Regions from separate parts of the Sus scrofa genome. Here regions 2 and 3 are each linked to region 1. Evidence: chromatin contacts called from public promoter capture Hi-C data. All regions are on one chromosome and are shown on one strand. Each heading gives the region's core, a stretch centred on a gene start, on an enhancer-like site or on the middle of the called end of the contact. The rest is flanking DNA. Distances are from core to core; before and after follow the strand shown.

What was found. Promoter capture Hi-C pulls out the DNA fragments that hold promoters and counts their contacts.
Region 2: a promoter capture Hi-C map of fetal liver shows a contact between it and region 1, with 4 times the contacts expected there. The contact joins the promoter of ST13 here to the promoter of L3MBTL2 in region 1. A contact is called at or near these places in 1 of 5 promoter capture datasets (fetal liver) and 2 of 2 datasets of contacts at active chromatin or transcription factors (alveolar macrophages and skeletal muscle).
Region 3: a contact with region 1 is called in a promoter capture Hi-C map of fetal liver, with 2.8 times the contacts expected there. The contact joins the promoter of SLC25A17 here to the promoter of L3MBTL2 in region 1. A contact is called at or near these places in 1 of 5 promoter capture datasets (fetal liver) and 1 of 2 datasets of contacts at active chromatin or transcription factors (alveolar macrophages).

What each region holds. Positions count from the first base shown.
Region 1 is chr5:7,276,191-7,280,334 of Sscrofa11.1, reverse strand. L3MBTL2 (lethal(3)malignant brain tumor-like protein 2) reads left to right here and starts at 2,702. Exons shown (of 17, transcript XM_021091462.1): 1 at 2,702-2,847. The coding sequence starts at 2,824. It overlaps LOC110260636 (a long non-coding RNA gene), which reads right to left and starts at 781. Exons shown (of 3, transcript XR_002343887.1): 1 at 568-781.
Region 2 is chr5:7,581,611-7,585,932 of Sscrofa11.1, reverse strand. It overlaps ST13 (hsc70-interacting protein), which reads right to left and starts at 2,859. Exons shown (of 12, transcript XM_003481531.4): 1 at 2,328-2,859. The coding sequence starts at 2,437. XPNPEP3 (probable Xaa-Pro aminopeptidase 3) reads left to right here and starts at 2,952. Exons shown (of 8, transcript XM_021091468.1): 1 at 2,952-3,134. The coding sequence starts at 3,071.
Region 3 is chr5:7,619,680-7,623,966 of Sscrofa11.1, reverse strand. SLC25A17 (peroxisomal membrane protein PMP34) reads right to left here and starts at 1,329. Exons shown (of 9, transcript XM_003126004.4): 1 at 1,134-1,329. The coding sequence starts at 1,187.

The DNA.
Region 1 (4,144 bases), core at 1,453-3,952:
TGGATATATGGGTCTGGAACTCAGAGGACAAACATATGGGCTGAAGACTGAAAGATAGCACTTACACTGAGAAAAGAAGGCGGCCCAGGACAGAAAGAAGATTGGCCGGAGAGGCAGGAGAAAAATCAAGAGGGACACCAGAAAGGACAGTATTTCGGGAAGCACAGAATCATCAGTTATGTCATATGCCACTAAGAGAAGAGAGATATGGCTGTACATCAGAGAAGGTGTACTTGAACTTGGCAGAGCAATTTTGGTGGCGTTGGGGACAGATGGAGAAGGGAAAGAAATGGAGGTAGCGTGTGCAGACAATTCTTTCGAGACATTATGGGGGGGTGGGGGAACAGCACAATGGCAGGGGACAGAGGAGGTGGGTTCAAGGGATTTATTTGAATAGAATGGTTGATGACACATGAGCGAGTTGTGCTGCTATTGGGAATGATCCAACAGAGAGATGAGTGATCCCAGAGAGGGGGACAGTGACTTACTGAGGGAAGGCCCCCAAAAAAGGGGGAAGTATGTGAGGTTGTGTGTAGATGCATGGCTCAGACCAGCCAAAAAGCTTACCGTTGCTACAGCATCACACCCAGGCCCAGGAGCTCCATGGCAGAGAAAACGTCCACACTGTTCCAAGGTGGCCACTGTTGCTTAGAAACTTGTGTTTCACAAGATGTTTCAGCTGAATTCCTAATTAATGTCCATTTCAACTTGTGCTAATAGTTCCTGTCACTGAGGTCCTGCCTCTGCTTTGTCACTCCCCTAAAGCCTGTTACTTCTTCTTTTTTTTTTTTTTTTTTTTTCTTTTCTTTTTAGGGCCACACCCTCAGCATGTGGAGGTTCCTAGGCTAGGGGTCTAACCCGAGATACAGCTGCTGGTCTACGCCACAGCCACAGCAACAAAGGATCCAAGCCGAGTCTGTGATCTACACCACAACTCATGGCCCCGCCCGATCCTTAACCCAGGGATTGAACCTGAAACCTCATGGTTCCTAATCGGATTCATTTCCACTGCACCACAACAGGAACTCCAAGCCTGGTATTTCTGTTTCTTTTGTTGCAAAGGCAGGAAGCTGGAAAGCTTAGGTTTCAACTTTCTTCTGCTGTTGATCATATGTGCATTGTGATGAAAAATAGTGTATCAGAAAGAGCTGGATTTAGAGACTCTCATTCTATTTTAAGGAGAGGTTGTCCAAAATTGTGGAATTTATATCTCTAGTTCAGGGCTCTCTGATGAGCTCCAACTGCCTTCTTGCCCTCTTGGGGACATCTCAGACCAAACAGAATTTTATTCTTTTATTTTATTTTGGGCTGCATCATGCTCATGGCATGTGAAAGTTCCTGAGCTAGGGATCAAAGCCACGCCACAGCAGTGACCTGAGCCACAGCTGTGACAACACCAGATCCTTAGCTTGCTAGGGAGCTAAGTCAAGCAGAATTCTTTTCTTTTCTTTTTTTTTTTTGGTTTTTTGTCTTTTTAGGGCCACACCCACAGCCTATGGAGGTTCCCAGGCTAGGGGTCTCATCAGAACTGTAGCCGCAGGCCTACGCCACAGCCACAGCAATGCCAGATCTGAGCTGTGTCTTTGACCTACACCACAGCTCACGGCAACACCAGATCCTTAACCCACTGAGTGAGGCCACGGATCGAACCCACAGCCTCAAGGTTCCTAGTCAGATTCGTTAACCACTGAGGCACAAAGGGAACTCCAAGAATTCTTAACTCCAAACTCATTCATTCCTTGTACAGTTTCTAACCACTACAGAATATGGTCCCACTGTCTACCTATCCAGAGTAGACAGGCACCTTTACCCAGAGTCACTCTGGATTCCTCCCTCTTCCAAACCTACTCCAAACAATTAATTACTGCCTCCAATATATTTCTCAAATTCTTCTACTTTTTTGCCAGCCTTCTAAGTCTGGCCTGATTCAAGCCACCATCATCCTTCCCCTGGATCAGTACAAGTGCCTTCTAACTTGTCTCCTTGCTGCTTCTCTCTCTCTCTCTCTCTGTTTTTGGCCTCACCGGTGGCATGAAGAAGTTCCTGGGCCAGAGATCAGACAAGCACTACAGCAGCAACCAGAGCCCAGCAGAAATAACTGCTGTATACTTAACTCCTTTCTTTCTCTTTCTCTCTTTCTTTTTCTTTCCTTCCTTCTTTTCTTTTTTCTTTTCAGGGCCCCAGGTGGGGCATATGGAAGTTCCCAGGCTAGGGGTCAAATCGGAGCTATAGCTGCTGGGCCAAGCCATCCCAGATCCAAGCCACGTCTGTGACCTACACCACAGCTCACAGCGACGCAGGATCCTTAAACCACTGAGCCAGGCCAGGGATAGAACCTGCATCGTCACTGATGCTAGTTGGGTTCCTAACCAGCTGAGCTACAACAGGAACTCTAAGCACCCTAAATTTCTAATCAGGGAGAGTGCGAAATTATTCCCAGCTCCTGAACAGTGCGTATCTTAGGTAGTCAATGATGTTTAATGAAGAATGGGGTCAGAATGATGTAAACAGCTCTACGTGGATAAAGGGTAACAGTCCCCGCAAGCCGCAGCAGGGCTAAGGCGGGGGGCTTTCCCCTTCGTTGTGGCAACGCCCGCTTCAGCACGCACCCACTAGGGAACTACAAGTCCCACAAGCGCCCGCTGCTTCCCCACCTCCAAGAGAGGCGGGCCGGGGGCTAGCGCGGAACCGGCTTTTCCTCTTTCCCGCAGCCTGATTGGCCCGAGGCTCTGAGAGGCGGCCAATGAGTGCGCTCGGGAAGAGCGGCCAGGCCAATATGGCTTCCTGCACCTGGTGACGGTCGAAGAAAGGGTGTTAGGTCTCATGGAGAAGCCCCGGGGCGTCGAGGTGAGAGGGAGCGGACGTCTCGTGCCTGGGGAAGGGAACCCCGGGAGCCTCACTCGGTGGACCCTTCCTCAGGCCTTTGAGCGACGCCTGGAGGGTGGAGGGCGGGAGGATGGATACACAGGTAGTGAGGCTGAGCGGGCCGGAGGCGATTGGCCGTGCTTTTTGCTCGCGCGCCGCTGGAGCCGAGGAGTTGAGGGAGGAGCAGCCCCTCTGGCCTAGGGGAAGGGGAGTGGGGTTCAGGATCTGAGCGCTCCAGCATCGTCTTCCTCCTCCTTGTCTCGTGGCGGTGGTCTTTCGTGATCGTGAGGGAGGCCTGTCACATTCCGATGGGAAGTAAAGGAAGATTAAAGTTTCATGAACAGTCCGTTTATTAAAGTTTAATAAACAGTCCGTGCCTGGAGCGTTCACGTGCATTATCTCTCCGATACTCAGCAGTCCTATGTTATTGTCTGGTTTGCATGGTTCGAGTGGCTGAGGCTTAGAGAGGTGATGAGCCTTCCCAGGAGAGTCACAGGGCTGTAAAGTGTAGATAGTCACTAAGTCTGCCAAGTTCCAAAACTCGACCTGTCTTATCTTTTCCACTGTACCACAACCTGTAACCCACTCATCCAGTAATCATTTGGCTCCTGGTCACCTTACATTTGAATTTGGTGACCTTTCTAGCATATTTGCATATGTAGGTTTGTTTTTGTTTTGTTTTTGTTTGTTTGTTGCTTTTGAGGGCTGAACCCACGACATATGGCCGTTTCCAGGCTAGGGGTTGAATCGGAGCTACAGCCGCCAGCCTATGCCACAGCCACAGCCACAGCAACGCCAAATCCGAGCTGAATCTGGGGCCTACACCACAACTCACCACAACGCCAGATCCTTAACCCTCTGAGGGAGGCCAGGGATCGAACCCACAACCTCATGGTTCCTGGTCGGATTGGTTTCCGCTGCGCCAGGAGGGGAACTCCTGTAGTTTTAAATATAAAGTGGAAGAGCTCAAAAACAATACAAGGGTCAAGGAGAATAACCATAAAGTGGAGAATAAAAGTTATAACTCAGTTTTGAACTTTCAGTAACTGCTGGAAACAGCTAGACTTGAGGCATCTTAGCAGTGTTCACAGCAGTCCTCTATAGAAGGTGTTGTTATTATATCCTTGGTACTGATGGAGAAACTAAGAGCAGTAGGTTAAATATCTTAACACAGAATCCCACAGGTGATAATAAGTGGGAGAACTTGGATTCAAACTCAGGCAAATCTGGTTTGAGAACCCATGCTTTTAACCAGTAATGACTGCCAACATTTATTGAG
Region 2 (4,322 bases), core at 1,610-4,109, 310 kb before region 1:
CTGCCTATTGGGCCAAATTTTTTTTCTTATCTCTCTGTTCAATTTGTTAAACTAACAAATTCTTAACAGCAAATAAAATTTAGGCTCTAAACAATAGTAGAAGTTATGGCAAATAAGCAAAAGGACTGTTCTTCCATGTCTAAGCATGGGTATTCATGTCTAATTTAGTAAGGAGCAGAGAAAAACCAGAGACGGTTTCTACTTGAAGAGCCCTAAAAGTAGGACTAGGCTTACAGAATATTCCTGGACCTAGAGTCTCCACATTCAGTCCAATCTCCTATAACATTTTTGTCACTACCCTCTCTACTTTTATGTAAGTGGAACAAGACATTGTACCCACTCAGTACAACGTTCAGCCCTGGTGCCAGCTATTTCTTCCTGTAGTATAAGTCCGGTAAGAAAGCAGAAAAGAGAGGAACTGATACATCCCAGAGACTACAAAAATGTAAGTTTAGATTAAAACAGAAAAACAACAACTTGTAATATCTCAACTTGTAACATCTCAATTTCAAGCTGAGGGTAAGGTGCATACACACGCCAAGATCCTTCATCCCATACTCAAACTAACAATTTAGGCTACCAAAAGAAAAAAAATGAGTGGAACCAAAAAGAAGAACCAGAATCACCTATGGGAAACGTTAAAGTAAGAAATACGGCAATTGTTTTGAAGCAAGGCTTGACAATATTTTCCAGACTTTACATTGGAATTCTCTACATAGCCACTCCAGCACAAATTACAACACTATTCTTAGCTATGTTTTAACATTTTTGTCAGTACCCTCTCTACTTCTACGTAAGTGGAACAAGACATTGTACCCACTCAGTACAATGTTCAGCCCTGGTGCCAGCTATTTCTTCCTGTAGTATAAGTCCGTTTTACCTGGAATTTTAGAAACAATTTATTAACTGTAAGCTACTTCCTCTAATGAGTAAATAATAAAAGAACAAAAGCATACAAATGTCTTAAGCGAAGCTTCTGGATCATCAAGTTTTACAAAAGAGAGAACAACTAAAAATCTAAACCTCAATTCCTAGTCCTGAAAATCTAACAGCACCTTACAGGTTTTTTTTCTGTTAAAAAGCAGAAATTGGCAAAAAGGTATTCTAACTTAGCAATTAAATCACTACAGTAACTAATCCTTAAGTAGTCTCAGAATTTTACATAAATAACATGAGGAAATATCTTATTTAGAGTAGCTAAAAAACCAGTAGGGAAGGGAGGAGAACTGAGAAACTTCTTAGAGAAAAAACATTATTATCCCACCAAAAGCTGATTGATCTGAACTTAAGTTTCTTCCTTAGAACAAGCTTACTGGAAGACCCATTCTTTCAAATATTTGCTAAACATGGGTTCAATGTCCCGCGCAAAAAAATTAGTAAAATAAACAGATCATTTAGGGTAGTACCTTTTAGGGCTCACATTGTTTTGCAATGTCGCTATTTATCACTGCGCGGTGCAACTAGTATGTCACCTCTCAAAATTCCTCACGTAGTAGTGAATTTTAAAAATCACTTCGGGAAAGATTTCCCTTTCTCCCTTAAATTCCTCCACAAAACGCAGAATACTAATCTCTATTACACGCTACATATCAAAACGAATTTTTGTATTTATTCATCTGTATCCCTAAATAGATTGTACTTATACTGTTTCCTCGCTAGCATTTGGCACAACGCCTGTTCAGTTAATTCCATGCACGTAGCGACGTACTCTGGAGTTAAAGATAACAAGAACAGATCGTGTTAACACGCGGGTCCTCGAAAAATCATTTTTCTTAAAGTGCCTGAAGTGATGGTACTGCCACTAATCAGATATAAAAAGCGATTCCCAAAATGATTCTACGCCCTTAAAGTCGTTGTAAATGTAATCAAAGCTAGGTATCATTTTTACAACACTTTTAAAGACACAGTGCGTAAGGGAGTTGTTTTGTGTCACTGCGACCTAAGCAGGACACCAGATTTCAAGAAAAACAACTCCACGCGAAAGCCGAGTCTCGCAGCTCGCGCCCCTCCCCCTCACGTCTTCCGTGTCCAAGTCCCCGCAATCGCCTGCATCTCGCCCAAGACACACCCCCGGCGGCCTCCGGGGGCAAGGAACGCAGCTGGGCCTCTGCCTTCCCTGCCTCTCAACTACCTAAGCTCCCCGATCCCCCACTGGACCCTCGAGGGCGCCTAGCTTTCCCGGCCACGGAGCGAGCCACAAAGCGAAGGCGACGCCACTGGCCTCGCCACCGAGCTCCAGGCTCCGCCGCCCCGCGCCAGCTCCCGCCTAGCTCCCCCTCCGGCCGTCCCTCTTCCCACCCCCAACGGTCCTCAGGCCCGGGTCTCACCTCTCCACCCACTCCCTCAGGAAGCGCATTTCCTCGGTGTGCAGAACGCTCGGGTCCTGCTTACACATTTTCACGAAGGCTCGAAGTTCGCTCACTTTGCGGGGGTCCATGGTCCGGGCGCGGCGGGAGGCGGCGGGCTCGGCGGTGGCTGTGGCCCGATTCCAGGCCCGGGCGCTGGCTCAGCGTGGCGTAAAGGGGGCGGCTGCCGCGAGGCAGAACAGACTAGAACCTCCCCGGCCGCTGGCTCCGCCCACCCAACGGTCTCGTGACCCCGGGTCCTTCGCCCGTTCATTCCTGCTCCCTTTACCTCTGCCCTGCGCACTAGCTAGAACATTCTAGAAGTGTGGCTGTTCGTGCGGTGCCTGCCTTTGCACGCACGCATTCTTACAGCCTTAACTCAGAACCACAGCTCTGCATGGTTAAGTCCCCAGCCGTGCTTTCAAGGAGGGCAGGACCTCTCGGCCCCTGCAGGGAGCCATTTAGAACAGGACATTCTGTGAGTGTGGCCACTAAATGTAACACGACGTCATGACGCCCAAAGGGCTCTCCGGCCGGAGCAGTGGTCACAGCTCCGCACGTGACGTCAACATTGGGCGCCGCCGCGGGAGGAAAGCCCGGCGAGCGGCGCCGGCCGGAAGGGGAGGGGCGCTTGGCCGAGGTTTCCTGGCGACGCAGCCCTGCGGGGCGCCGCTTCTACGGCTGTTTTTTTTTCCTTTTCTCCCAGGTCCGTGTGCGTGGCAGTCATGCCTTGGTTGCTCTCAGCAACTAAGCTTGTTCCCGCCGTAGCAAGCGCCCGCAGCCTCTCAGGTTAGACTCACCTCCCACAGTGTCCCCTCCAAGGCTTGCTCGCTGAGAAGCCTGAGGCGCACCAGAGGGAACCACGTCGATCTCGGGAGATTCCTGGTTCGGCGGACCCTTCTCCTGCTGGGGCCTCCACTCCCAGACCCTCTGTGCGCTCCTGGGATTTCTTCTCTACCTGCTGCTTCTGGAAAAGGGTGGGCCTTGTGTTCGCTCTACCGTTGAGGTATTCGGGGAGGTTGAAATGATTGCAGAGAGAAAAGCGTGCCCTGTCTTCCCGCAGGGGCTGTCTTCACAGTAACTTGGACTCATGGAAGTTGTAGCAGGTATCACACTTGCTCAGGTGTCAAAGTGTCTCACATCGAGTGACTCTCGTTTCTATTAAGTGAACGTAAGATTGTATTTTCGTGTTTTCAAAGATTTAACAGCTCCAGAATGGACAAGAAACGAATGTTTGCTAATACAAATTCTTTTGAGTAGTTCCCTGTCAGAGATACTCGTGAGGCTTTTTATGTCTGGAAGCCTTGCTTGTTAAGGCCAGATGGAGTAGTCCGGGAATATGGGGGCCATTTTTTTAGGGTGTACTCTGTCACGAACAATTAAAGTTCTTTGCCTTTACTTGTGACTTTTGCATTTGTTGAGGCTTTGTGTAAAACGTGATTAATCAAGGTTTAGGGCAAGGTACTGTATTTGGTACACACCAAAGTATTCATAATGCTTCGTTTTGCTTCAGCAGTATAAATAACTTTAACCACCTCTTAATGTTAATATAATATACATAGATAGGCTTTTTGAATGAGTGAATGATGAATGATCCTCTTGGATCGTTGCAATTCCAATAAGTTAGAGCAAATACCATTTTACCGATGGGGAACTGAAACTAACACAGTAACAAGTAAGAAGTCAGGAATGTTAGTTGTATGATTGCCATCTAGACCTTTTGCTGTTATACCTCTACTTGGTCTTACTCTGGCTTAGTAGAGCCCTTTTGGAACTTTTTTTTGGGGGGGGGTGTCTTTTTGGAGCCACACCCATGGCATATGGAAGTTCCTAAGCTAGGGGTCTAATCAGAGCTGCAGCTGCCGGCCTATGCCACAGCCACAGCAACTCGGGATCTGATCTGCGTCTGCGACCTACACCACAGCTCACAGCAATGCTGGGTCCCTAATCCACTGAGCAAGGCCAGGGATTGACCCT
Region 3 (4,287 bases), core at 80-2,579, 350 kb before region 1:
GTCTCACACCACTTGGTCCCCTGAAACCCACTTGCATCTTTGTTGTCTCCATTCCAGACACAGAGGTCTCCACGCCCATCCTAGAGCAGGTCAAGCAAGCCTCCACTGCAGAGCAAGACTTTACACTGGCTGGAAAGCTCTTCTAGTCTAATTGAATGAACCAAGACTTCCAAATCAGACACTTCCATGAACTACTGTGTCACCTAAATCACGTTAACAACTCTGTGAAGTAGGTGTCAATACCCCCCCTTTACAGATTCGGAAAGTGACATTTAAAGACCACCTATCCAACACATGATGGAGTTGCGGTTCAATTCCCATTATTATGCACAGAATCCTGAGCTCACAGTGCAGTTTGGGGGGACTAGGAGAGGACTCAGTAATGTTCTTCTGAAGTCCCAATGAGTCCAGGTGCACGTCGACAGCTAGAGAGGGATGTAAGGAAAGGCAGTCAGAGAAACAGGATAAGAACCAGGAGGGGAAATTACCCAAACCCAGAGTGTAAAGTTCCTAGGAAAAGGGAGTGGTGTCAAATGGAAGCGAGACATACAGAAGCCCAAGAACCAAGCATATTCCTCAGAGTAAACCACACCTGGGTAGAGGGGAACTTTGATCTTGATTTAATTAAAACAAAACAAAACAAAAAGAGGTATTTTTCTTCTGCCAAGAACAAGAGGTACCCCGACTAGGTTCTACCACTTGCCTGCAGCAAGATGTGTAATTAAGCATGTGATTAAGCAACACAGCTTTACACCAAGGCTCGCCTCTGGCCCAGTGAGACAAAGTCTGTGTGTGGAGTGGGGGAGGGAGAGGGGGAATGACTGCCCTTTATATTTCCGAAGTCAAAGAAAACTGCAATTACTTTCTCCCCGAGGGTGTGTGGGACCACCGCTGCCTACATCCCAGATATTCTCTAACTGGCCAGAGCGGTAGCCAGAGGCGGAGGGTAAGTGTCGGCCTTCACCCCAAATGCTTCTAGCAACACTTCACCTAAGCCCCATTCCTCTTCGCCCCAGTCAGGCCAAGAGACTCCACACGAACTCCTTCTCATCCCCATCCCCCAGTCACATCCCGGTCCGGCCCCAGAGAAGCCCCACACCCGCAATGGCCCGGACGTGAAGACCCCGCCTCACCACGGCTCCTGCCACGGCGTGGACCAGGTTTTCGTAGGACAGCACGGAAGCCATAGGTGCGGTTCCCGCAGACCTGGTCACAGTTCTCCAGCAGGAGCCACAGCCAGTCGAGAGAGGAAAGAAGCACTGGAGCCCCGAGAGGTAGCGTCAGAAACTCCACCCTCTCAAGCCCGCCTCCTCCAAAACAACTCCTTCCGGGTCACAGGGCGCCCAGTCTCCCGGCCAGAGGCTGGAGGGAAGGGAAGGCGGGCCTGAGGACGCCCCTTGGTTCTGATTGGCCCCCGAGGCTTGCGCCGGGCGGGGCAGTGCGTGCTGGCCCCACCACCCCTGTGGTTCCCTGGAGTTCCCAGGGCTTGGCCAGTCGTGCTTCACGTCAACTCCAACACAGGGGGCGACAGAAAACCTACGCAGCCTCCTTTTTCTCCACTTCTGTCCGTAAGACAAGCTGGAGACAAGAAAGATGGGGGATTCATTTTCCTGTTTTCTTCTCACTAGTGTTTTTAGTCACATTTTGGTCAAGCGGAAGTAAGTATTGCTTGGGCAGGTCTACCTCCTGGTAGGAAGAGAACTTGAGCTTCAGGGAATCAGATAATCATAAAGAGATGGGAACAAACTAGTTAGCAGCTAGGAAGATCATTTAACCTTTTGGTTTCCTTTGTGAAATGATAATTAAAATCGACTCTACCTGCTGTGAGGATTACAAATTATGTAGATATACTTTATAAAATGCAGAAGAAAAAACTTCTTTTGTGTTGAAAAGTGAAAAACCAAACTACACAGAACTAGAAAACCACACGCTACCACCCCTCACCGACATCATAGCATAATACACCATGCTTTAGAACTTCAACCTTACTTCTTCACTTGGGCACCATAGTTCAGCGTCTCTGCCAGCTTCAGGACCGGTTAGTTTACTTTTATAATCCTTGCTGATAATCCTCGAGTACTTACTACAGCCAGCCTCAATGTTTTCTGCCCTTTACATTTACTCCCAGCAGAGGGCCCTAAAGATGTTCACCTGCTTGTGTTTTCACAAAATTTGCAGAAAATATTTTAACCACCACTGGTTAGGATCCCTTTCCCTTTAAACTCCCTTTCATTTAGGGTGGTGACCACAGCTAAGTCAAAGACGAGCTGGGGACACGTATTTAGAAGTGCTTATTTGTATGTACTAATTTAAGTTGCCGCTAGATGTCCTGTTGTAGGAATCATTTCTACCACCCTCTAGAGTCATGACAGGAAGGCGCAGTGAAAGTCAAATGAAGATAGGATTCTGGCACTAGAACATAGAAGCTTGTCTGCTGAAAATTTGAGAACTCAGTTCTCATGAACTCCTAATTAAATTGAAAGCTCTCTCAAGAACAAACCGGATTATGTAGCATGCAGATTTATAAATATACTGTCTTTATGATGGTAATTGAACACGATTAATATTTTTTCTTTACTATCGCACCTGTGGTATGTGGACATTCCCAGGCCAGGGGTCTAATAGGAGCTGCAGCTGTGGCCTAGGCCACAGTCACCTCAACACTGGAGCCGAGCCACTTCTGCTACCTACTCCACAGCTTGTGGCAACAATGGATCCTTAACCCACAGAGGGAGGCTAGGGAGCCAACCCAGATCCTCTCGGAGGCTATGTTGGGTTTCTAACACTGAAAAACACTGAGCTGAGCCACAGTGGGAACTCCCACAGTGTAATTTCTCATAATTCTATTTGTAGGGTATGACCTAGAGCAGACAGCATGTTCATCTGTGTGAAATCTTTTGCATCCCAGCTATCAAAAAATATCTCAATCAAGACAGAATTACCTTTCTACTCTACAAGTCATATAAACAGTGCAAGCACTTATGTACATACATTATCTATTAAACAGAACTACCTCTACAGAGCTATTTTATTTTTTTTTTTTTTAATTTTCCCACTGTACAGCAAGGGGGTCAGGTTATCCTTACATGTATACATTACAATTATATTTTTCCCCCACCCTTTCTTCTGTTGCAACATGAGTATCTAGACAAAGTTCTCAATGCTATTCAGCAGGATCTCCTTGTAAATCTATTCTAAGTTGTGTCTGATAAGCCCAAGCTCCCGATCCCTCCCACTCCCTCCCCCTCCCATCAGGCAGCCACAAGTCTCTTCTCCAAGTCTATATGATTTTCTTTTCTAAGGAGATGTTCATTTGTGCTGGATATTAGATTCCAGTTATAAGTGAAATCATATGGTATTTGTCTTTGTCTTTCTGGCTCACTTCACTCAGTATGAGATTCTCTGGTTCCATCCATGTTGCTGCAAATGGCATTATGTCATTCTTTTTTATGGCTGAGTAGTATTCCATTGTGTACATATACCACATCTTCCGAATCCAATCATCTGTCGATGGACATTTGGGTTGTTTCCATGTCCTGGCTATTGTGAATAGTGCTGCAATGAACATGCGGGTGCATGTGTCTCTTTTAAGTAGAGTTTTGTCCGGATAGATGCCCAAGAGTGGGATTGCGGGGTCATATGGAAGTTCTATGTATAGATTTCTAAGGTATCTCCAAACTGTTCTCCATAGTGGCTGTACCAGTTTACATTCCCACCAACAGTGCAGGAGGGTTCCCTTTTCTCCACAGCCCCTCCAGCACTTGTTATTTGTGGATTTATTAATGATGGCCATTCGGACTGGTGTGAGGTGATATCTCATGGTAGTTTTGATTTGCATTTCTTACAGAGCTATTTTCAATTTCTAAAAATCGTAACTTTTTTGCTTGCTCTTAAAATTCACTTTCACATCTCAGTATTCCTATTTACTATTTTTTTCTCAGAGACCTTCCTGAATCACATCAGCATGAAGTTCCACACTGCAAAAACAGTACTTATAAATTTTTTTTTTTAATTTTATGGCTGCACCTGGGGCACATGGAAATTCCCAAGCCAAGGACTGAATCTGACGCGGCAGCAACGCCGAATCCTTTACCCCACTGCACCTGGGCTAGGGATTGAACCTGCACTTCCTCAGCTATCCAAGCCACTGCATTCGGATTCTTAAGCCATTGTGCCACTGCAGGAACTTCAAAAAATTTACTGTCATTTTGTTCACATCTACACTGTCACTACAAAATAAAAGTAACTTAGCCAGAACCTTACATTTCATGTACATAGTTTCTACAC